2 separate regions of the Mus musculus genome follow, and region 2 is linked to region 1. The links are chromatin contacts, called in public HiChIP or PLAC-seq maps. All regions are on one chromosome and are shown on one strand. The core of a region is the stretch at or near the end of the contact, and the rest is flanking DNA. Distances in the headings are between cores, read along the strand shown. Region 1 overlaps Syn3 (synapsin III). Region 2 overlaps Syn3 (synapsin III).

Region 1 (4,909 bases), core at 1,822-4,321:
CAAGCAAGGGACATAGACAAGCCCCAAATTAAAGACGAAGGATGTACACTCCAATCAAAGATATGGCAAAGTTTCTGTCTTAATAAATGCCCAAGACTCGGGGCCGTATAAAGACAAAAGGTCTGTTGAGGGCCAAGTTCAAGAGGGCCAAGAGCATGCATGACTTCTGGTAAGGGTCATGTGGCAGAGGGTATCATGGGACAGAAGCTCACGAGAGGTCACAAGGCAAGACGTAAAGCTGGAGAGCAAGCTTAGAAAACCAAATTAGCTTAATGGCAAGCCTAGACAGCATCCCAGGAGCCTAATCAGCTCTGAGGCTTGATCTCTTAAAGGTTCCACCACCCTTCAATACCATCAGATTGATACAAGCTTCCAGATTAGGGCAGGGGCTACAACATTCCAAGCATAACAGTAACACTGCAGAAGGTATGGATGCAGAGAGGTGTGAGGAAGTAGGAGCGGTGGTGTTAATCTATTGCTGTGTCTCTGCTTCTGACTCTCCCTCATATACTTCAGCCTCTCTGTTTTGCCTCATGCCCACCCACACCCACCCTGAGGAGAGAGGACATACAATCTGTGCATTGGCATCTGTGACCAATAACTTGTATAGGGCCTTGAGCTTAGAAGGATGTCTTGGTGGTAACCCCAAAGGTCACGCTTGCTCACCTTAGTGTGCACAAGATACTCTGAACTTGCTCCTTCTCTGTATATCAGAAACCAACTAATTCTTTCAGCCACTCCTATACTTAGGTACTTTCTCCTTTGACAGCTGAGGAAGCCAAGGGTTTGCGATGTCCATTTGCCCAGGGTTGTACAGGTAATAGGTAAAGAGAATTTTGCTGAGCCTAGTCTCCGATCACAGGTGTGTTAATGCAGTGCTGTGTTCCGTTCATCAAACCAGGAAATCTCTTTCTGGTTCTCTCAAACCAGAACTCAGGTCAGGTTGTGTCCGACGTCCGATGCAGTGCTTACACTTTCAACCTTACCTATGTCTGTGCTATGACTCATCTATTGGTCATCCTTTAACTTTTCCACGTTAAGTTGAATAAATGCCTTTTAGAGGAAGCTGCATGTGAGGGAGGACCATAAATGAGGGTCAATAGCTCGTACCACAACAGACAAAGTAGCCATTAAAAGGATCTACAGAAACAGGATCTACAGAAAAGAGGGCATAGTTCAGTTACCAAAGGCTTGTCTAGCGTTCACAAACTCTTGGATTGTGTCCCCACTGCACAAAAAAACCTGGACATAGTGGCAAATGCCACTAATCTCAGCATTCCAGAGGTGGAGGCAGGAGCATCAGAAGTTCACAGTCATACAAGGCTACACAACAATTGCCAATCCAACTTGACATTCCAGGGGACCCTGTTTCAAAAGATAAAATGATTTACAAAAATAAAGCAGATTTATTAAGTTCAAACCGGCTTGCCTTAGCTCTAAGCTCCCAGAGAAAGTTGGATGTTTGTGGGCACAGGGTATGTGGCAGGTTGAACTAGCTCTAAACTTAGATATTCTTGATGGCTTCTCAAGGTTAGGAAGTTCATTGAAAATAGAAGAATGTCCTGCTTCAATGGTTCGATGTATGAATATATTCAGGTTCCACCAAAACCTACTGGAGGGGCCACCAGAAACTCTGGCTCTATTTCAGATGTACATGGCTTTGGAAGAAAGGCCCAAAGTAGTTCTGAGGAAAGACCCCAAGAACCTTCTGGAAATCCTTCAGTCCCTCCTTGGATTGAGTCTTTAGAGGCCACTAAAGATCTGTCTGTGTGACCAAGGATTGTGGCCAGTGTTCTCAATGAGTAGAACACATTGCTGTAGTTCAGACCAGTCCATTAAAGCCATGATCACAAGCCTACAGCACTATTGAGGACTGATAGAAACTTTAAGTGGTGGGACCTAGAAAAAGGAAGTTAGGTCATTAATGGCATATTCTTGAAGGGGATGTCGGGACCCTGGCCACTTCCTGTCTCAATCTTTGCTTCCTGACTGCTGCCGTACAGTGAGCTGTTGCTTCTGACCTAAGCTCTGCCATCTTGTACAACTCTAGATGTCCCTCCCATGCACAGACACCTCTGTAGTCCCTTTATTTCAATGGGAATTGGAAATTTATTGGAAGCTATGCCCACCCACCATAAAGAGGCAACCATTTTGGCTTTAGAGTCTCATTGCTACTCCAGTGACCCAGAAAACACTGCACTGATCCCTTGAACCCAGATCCTGCAAAACATTGGGATTTTCTGCCTATCCTAGGGCTTCTGTGTCCCGTAAATTAACCCTTCTCAAACTCCCCTTTTGTGGGAACCTCCGCATCATCTCTTCCCACAGCCAAGGAATTGTTTTCCCATCACACAAGTGAGGGACCTTCTGCTGAGTGCAAGCATTTCTCCCAAATCAGTTCTCTCCCGTGTCAAAAGTTGCTTTATTTTTTGTAAGGAGCTGGGTCTTTGAATCAAAAGCTGGAGAGCAAAGGAGTGCAGACCTTTCCCAAAACATTGGCCACGTGGCAGCAGCATGGCTGGAAAGACAAGGACACCGCAGAACAAAAACACAAACCAGCTGATTTCACCCGGCTTCGCAAGTGTTTAACACATGCACACACACACACACACACACACACACACACACACAGATGTGTGCACACATACACACAGGTATGCTACACAGCTGATTTTGATAGATTGGCAATTTCCTGTCATCCCTAGACCTTTATCTCCATTTTATCCTTTGACTTTAAGGGTACATATGACTTTCTTCTTGTTTTTTCTATTGTTCGTAGTGTGTGTGTGTGTGTGTGTGCGTGCGTGTGTTTGCTTTCTCTTTTGTTGTTCATCTTTTTTCTCGATTTTTCTAAGAAAAGTGTTCTGAAGGAAAGAATCTCATAAGACACTCCTTTGTTTTCTTTTGTGTTCTTAACTCTGCCCCAGCTTGGGATTCTGCTCCCTGTCTGTGCACAGCAAGGCCTAACCAACTTTCTGGGCTGTTCCCTCCCCTTCCCAGGAACAGTGAGAAACAGCAGAGAAAGCCATCAAAGGCTGCAGCTCCACAGGCCCCGTGCCTCCTGCTTGGGCACAGAGAGAGGAAAGAGGCCCCTGTGGGCCCCAAAGGGGATTTCTTCACTTCCTGGCAGTCTCCAGTACACAAACTGTGTTTGCTAGGAGGGAAAGGAATGCTATTGATGGCGTTGATGCTGCTGGAGAGGAGAAACAAAAATAATCTGGGACCACTGGCTCTGTTTCCTGTGCATGTGTCTGTGTGTCTGTCCTGTCCCCAGCCTGTCTGGCAAGCTCCGTGCTTGTTTGGGCTGGAAAAGGTTCGTGGAGAGGGCTCCATGGAGCCAGGGCCTGCTGCAAAGACATTTCCAGGGTCCATGACCCTGGCCCAGCAAAGTAGGACAGCTGCCACCTGGCACCTAGAAGTGTCTATTCTCAGTTGTGGCCACAGGGATGGAGAAAGCCTCCTTCCTCCTTAACTGCTCTGTTTCCTCTGTGCCCATCAATCTCTGGCCCTACAGGCATGACCTGTGCTTAGACCGTTGCTTGTATGTTTCAAGCCCACCTCCCACCCCCCACCCCCACCCCCACCCCCACTTAACTTTAGGCTCCTTAAGACATAGTAGGTGACTCAAGGTGAACCCTAGCTCTTGGTCCCTGCCTAGAAGTTTCTGGAATTCAGTAGATACTCAGCATATTTAGTAGAATGGCTTCTATGTCCACTCTCTGTCTTTCAACTTTCCTTCCCTGACACCACCTGTCTTACCTCTGAGAGAATCATCTCGAGCCTGAGGATGCTGTAGGGAGAGCCTGGCTGTCCTCATTCTGCAAAGGAAGATACTAACCTCAAACCCACCTTCACACTGATAGTAAAATGTGGAAACTTTAGGATCTGAGATGTTGGTTTGTTTCCCACCCCCCAACCCCACCCCCCCCCCCCCCCCGGTATCTTTCCATTGCTACATTTTCTCTTTCATCTCTTCTGTTACTTTCTTTTCTTGCCTTCTCTGCCCACCGATATACCTGCCCATAATCACCCTTTCCATTCTGGCCAACCATGTCTCCATCTGTGACTTAAGGACTCTATGGGCTCTGAGCAGAAGACTGAGATGAATCCACTGTGTGAACCCAGATGTATCAGCAGAGAGGAAGCAAGGATGAGCACCAGTTAGCTGAACTCATATCTCTACTCTTCTCACTCCTGGAGACATATTTCTCCGTGACTTTTATTTAAGATCACCTCGTCATGGTCTGTGTGTGCATCTTATAGGTACATATTCGTGTGGGTGTGTACACGGGTGGGTAGAAGTCAGAGGTCAATATTAGATCATTTCCCTAATCACTCTCTAATTTACTGTTTAACACGGGGTCTCTCAGTGAACCTGAAGCTCACCAATTCAGCTAGGTTAGCAGACCAATGAGCTGGAGGCACATTCTTGTCTCCGTTGCCCCCCCACCCCCCATCTCATCTCAAGCATACAGATGCGTGCTGCCATGCCTGGATTTTTATATGGCCCTGGGAATCTGGACTTGAGGCTTCCTTCTTGCACAGAAGGCATCTTCCCTGTCCTCCATGAGCCAGTTCATCTTTTTCTTCTTGTGAGTGGAATCATAGTCTTCGTGTCTGGTGTCCCTTTCTAGGTTCTTCTATGCAGCAGCACTTATTAAGACTTCATTCCCTTCTTATACCCTTGTATGGATACCTGGATTTTGAGTATCATTTATCAACTGATGAACAATTAGACATTTCTCATATTTTTGGTAATATCAAAAATGCCTTTATGAACATTTGTGAGCAAGTACTTATATTGACATTGCATTTTCATGTTTTTGAGGAGATACTTAATTTTTAGGTTAAGGGCATTTTAACAAAATGTACATTCCCGGGCCTCTAGACCCTCTAAATCAGACCATGG
Region 2 (4,410 bases), core at 1,360-3,859, 110 kb before region 1:
ATAAAATACAAAAACAAAATAAAAATAAAAACAAAACAGATGAGGACTGTTGAGTCATGAAAAGCTTTTCATTTTCAAGTTGGATGTGTTTGGATGATGGAGGTAGTGGTTTGCGATGGTAGTGGTTATGGTAGAGAAATGACGGTGGTTGTGCTAGAAGAAAGTGGATACGGTCCAGGGATTGATGTCCTAGAATCCATGAAACAGGTGCATAAGTTAGGGGTCTCCATAGTAGGAACGTAGCCTCAACAAATGAATGAGTGCGTGTGGCCGGGATACTGCCCGTGGGTGGATGCGGAGGTGGGGGCTCTGCAAGTCTTCATCTGACTGCTCTGACTGCTTCATCGAAATGAAGTGGAACCAAGTCTTACCTCTGAGAATGGAGAAGAGGATGAGCCAGGAGCAGGAGAAGAAAAGTATCGTCATGCCTAGAAGATTGGGAGGAGGAGGAAGCCAAGCAAGTACACTGTGATGGTGGCATAGTCCTGAGTCCTGCATGTTTTTCTCTAGCCACGGTTCCTTCTAGTGCAGGTGTGATATATTTAGGTGGCTTTTGCACTTGATGGACAACATATAATGAAAGGGAGTTGATGTTTGTAGGGGAAAGAGAAGATTGGCTTTGCATAGGTGTTAGGAATGACTACAGGAGAGTAATATGACATGGTCATTAGCATTTGTATATGTGCATACACACACACACACACACACATATTGCCTTTGACTAATTTTGACTTGGCAAGAAAGAGGAGCTATAGGAATAGTCACAAGGACAAAACGAAGAAGGGAGTGAAAAGGGAGAGACAAACAAAATGGCCTGACATATCCAAGTGTCAATTGGAACTGAGTTCATAAAATACATGTTGTATTTTTGCTTGTCTGTTTGGTTACTTGCTTTGGCTTGGGGTTGTTTTTAGACAAGGTCTCACTATGCAGCCCTGGCTGCCTCTAGAACTTGCTATTTAGACCAGCTTGGCCTCAAATACGGCAATCCTCCCACACTTTCTTCTCGAATGCTTGAATTATACATGTGCAACTGTGTCCATCTATAATGCATGTGTTTTAGAATTAATCTATTTAATTTTGCAAACCAACAGTATATCAAGAACATACACAATCGCCTGCGATTCTTTCCCTGCAATCCACTGCCACACAACTGGAATAAACCTGGGAAACTGGATACAAAGCGATGCTTTGTTTTCTGTCTCTGTCTCTGTGTGTGCTTCTCCATCGCTGTCTCTCTCTGTTTCTCTCTCAGTCTCTCTCTCTTTCTCTCTCTGAGTGTGTGTGTGTGTGTGTATGCCTGTGACTGTTTCTCTCTGTATCGCTGATTTGTTTCTGTCTCTCTGTGTGCATGTGTCTTTGATTTTCAGCTAGAGAGACAACTAAGCCTATCATTTGAATCTCAGACTAACTCAGCACAGGAATTCTGCACCTTTGGGAACTTTATGAGATATCCTTGCCTACAGACAGTCATGGGTGTGAATTTCCAAGAAGAAAATAGATATCAGAATTTTGGCTTTTCCTTTACATTGGGAATCTGAATCTACTTTACCAAGCACTAGTTTCCTCATCACAGGAACGCTGGGAACACCATCAGACTTACTCAGCAGGCCATTGTGGAGTGCCTGCCATGTACCAGGTACAAGTTTGAGTGCTATGGACATCTTGGTAAACACAACTAAGATGATTATTCATGATTATCAATGAACTTATTGAGAGTTACCTAGGAGATTGGTGAAGCCCACCTCTAGCTGTACTTAGGAGGGCCTTTCCAGAGAGGATTAGTCCGCACCATCCCATTGGCTGTGGGCTTGAGTAGAGGAACAAGAAGGAGCCCCCTTTGGTTCGGACACTCTTACTTCCTGGCCACCTGATGTGAGATGCTCTGTTCTGTCAGGCTGTCTATTGTGATGTACTGAACCCATTGAAATAGGGAAAGAAAATGAATATTTTTCCCTTCTAAGTTGTTTTTCTTGGGTATTTTGCGATAACAATGAAGAAAACACCATAAAACCTCCCATGTTTCTTTTCTGGAAGTTTCCACTGTGGGTGGCAGTTAGTAGCGCAGGAAGACAAGCTGAGAGACTAGTGCTGTGGCCACGAGAAGTACACACAGACCCTTGCCCTCTGAGAGACTACGGCCTCTCCCACATCATACCTCTCCTTCCCGTCTTTCCAGAGTGTCCGTATCCCACTCATACCCCAAATGGTTGACAGAACTACGACTGTGAAAATCGCTCCCCATCTTCATATCCTAGAGGTATAACAACCTCATTTTCACCAAAACTCCCTAAAAATTGAGCTGCCCCATCTCAGTGGGGAGCTGCGGGAGGAAGCCTAATACTTGTAGACTCTTAGGTGTCTAGGACCAGAGTCTTGAGGAAGGGATTGCTCTCCATGGCTTCCCAGTCTCGCTTTGGCACCTCTATTATCGCCCAGGCTCTGCTCCCCATCTGAGACAGGAATTCAGCCCCGTGAAAGCGTAAGCTCCCACAATGCCCATCCAGATTCTGCTACATAGCCTCCCAAGCTCCCCTATCCTCCTGCTTATCCAGGAAGCTTCCCTTGAGAGTCAGGCCCGAGTCTCCCCTCACGTGTTCAACTCTCCCAAGAGAGCTTCCAGCGCGTGCGTGCACCGTCCTCACCATGTGACCATCCTCCTCTGTCACCCTCTTCCCTGGACTGGCCTGTCATTTTCTCATTATCATCGCCATCCCAGACCCAAACTTGTCCTCGGCTTTCCTGTTTCCAATTAAACTTTGTCCTATCAGGAATCCTAGGCCACATTGTTCTGCGGTTACCAGAGAGGAAAATGACAGCATGTGAAGGAAATTCTCACTGCTCGACCTCACAGACTTGGCCAGAGATAGCCTGGTGGGGGCGGGGGACCAAAGCTGGGGGAGACCCCAGGGCAGATGTGGTGGGCCAGCGAGGTTTGCAGCGGCTGTGGTGCAGGGTGTATTTTCCCTCCTCGTCTTTCTTTTCACAGCTGCTGTTCCTTGGAGACCCCAACATTCTCGTTCCCAGGGCTAATTTTAATTTCTTGGGACTGGCTTGTTCTGAGTGACCCTTACCCCTGCCTTTCCCCTTGGCTCCATGTGTTTATTCCTGCCCTCTGGCTCACACAGCCCTCATGCACTCACAACGCACACTCACACCCTAGCTCATGTGACTTCTTAAGCACAGAATAAAATAACTAATTCAGGACAAGTTACCAGGAAGCAGGAAACTAAATAGCAGGGGGAGCGGGGTCCCTGAAGGAAGGACAAAAGAGGGTCGGGGTGGAGACCAACTTCCTGCTTACCGAGTAAGGGCATGGTGTTTACAGCATTAGATGTGAGCTCAAGATCTTCCTGAGATTTTCAAGAAAGGGGAAAGACTATGAGGAAGGAGAGGTGAAAAAGTAAGGCTAAGGCACACAGGAAAATGTCTCCCATTGCTTTCTGACCCCACCATTTGCACAGCACCTGAGCATCTCTATTCAGATCCTCATGGATCTCTGAGTTTTACAGATGAAGACAGCAATTCCATAGTAGCAACACCAGGATGTAGAGCTGTATGGTGACTGTCCCTCTTGGGAGTATTTCAGTGGATATCAATTTAGACCCTAAGCCCGGATGCAAGCTCATCCTCTTGACTTAGAGCCAGATTTATTTTAGGCCACTAGGCTACCTTTTGCCATTTTCCTATCCAGTTCTTAAGAAACCTGTAGCATTTGGCTATTGGGAGCTGCCCTCTGACCCCACCCAAGCTGGTTTCCTCAGAGATTTCTTTGCTTCTTTGCAAAGGAAGAAATAAGAGGGATGTCCAAGAGCTATTAACTGTACGTGTCCAGTTCTCGTCAGAGGACCTGTTACAGAGAAGCAGAATTCCTGTTCCATGCTGGATCCCCCTCTCTGCTAGTTCTTCAGGAAAGCTGATTAGCAACTGCAGCTTCTCCCTCCAGTTTTAGAGGCACCCAGACCCCTGTATGGACATCAGTACTGTTCCTCTGTCTCCATGCTTTGTCCTACTTCCAAAGATGCTTATTCATCGCCTGCTATTTCTCTCTATTCATTGATCATCTATGTCAACTTTCTTGTCCTCATTTTTAGATCTGAACTTTCTTTACCCAAGGTAGTAAAGACCCTAAAACTTCCCATTGGCTTCCTGTGGATCTATTACAGTTCAGATCACTGCCAATAATCTCTGGAGTACTCTGAGTCCCCAATGCTACATACATACGAGTCATGTAGACAGACTATCTGGATTTGAAGCCTGGCTCTGCCTCAGTTTCCAAGTCAGTAAATGGGAATGCCCTCGTTTGCTTTTTGTTACTGTGAAAGTCATCATAACATAAACAACTTAAAGGAAGAAAAGAAACAACTTATTTGTCTGTGCGTGGAAGGAAGTCAGAGCAGGGACTCATGG

Evidence for each region. HiChIP or PLAC-seq counts read pairs in DNA pulled down with a chosen protein or histone mark.
Region 2: an H3K27ac HiChIP or PLAC-seq map of heart atrium shows a contact between it and region 1, with 3 times the contacts expected there. The contact joins two enhancer-like sites. A contact is called at or near these places in 1 of 15 datasets of contacts at CTCF or cohesin (the NIH/3T3 cell line), 7 of 484 Hi-C or Micro-C datasets (DN2 thymocytes, the F1.1 cell line, embryonic fibroblasts and 2 more), 2 of 115 datasets of contacts at active chromatin or transcription factors (a colorectal cancer cell line and heart atrium) and 1 of 9 other capture datasets (embryonic stem cells).

Annotation. Positions count from the first base shown.
Region 1 is chr10:86,165,348-86,170,256 of GRCm38.p6, reverse strand. All of the region lies in intron 6 of Syn3 (synapsin III), which reads left to right. All of the region lies in intron 2 of Gm35636 (a long non-coding RNA gene), which reads right to left. Among named protein-coding and RNA genes, the nearest start is that of Gm35636, 5.9 kb to the right of the region's middle. Within about 2 kb of position 3,071, at least 92 of the 459 cell types and tissues checked have an H3K27ac peak or open chromatin away from gene starts, as enhancers often do. A contact at or near this core is called in heart atrium, where this site is marked.
Region 2 is chr10:86,272,335-86,276,744 of GRCm38.p6, reverse strand. The region is part of intron 6 of Syn3 (synapsin III); the gene reads left to right. Among named protein-coding and RNA genes, the nearest start is that of Timp3, 26 kb to the left of the region's middle. Within about 2 kb of position 2,609, at least 29 of the 459 cell types and tissues checked have an H3K27ac peak or open chromatin away from gene starts, as enhancers often do. A contact at or near this core is called in heart atrium, where this site is marked.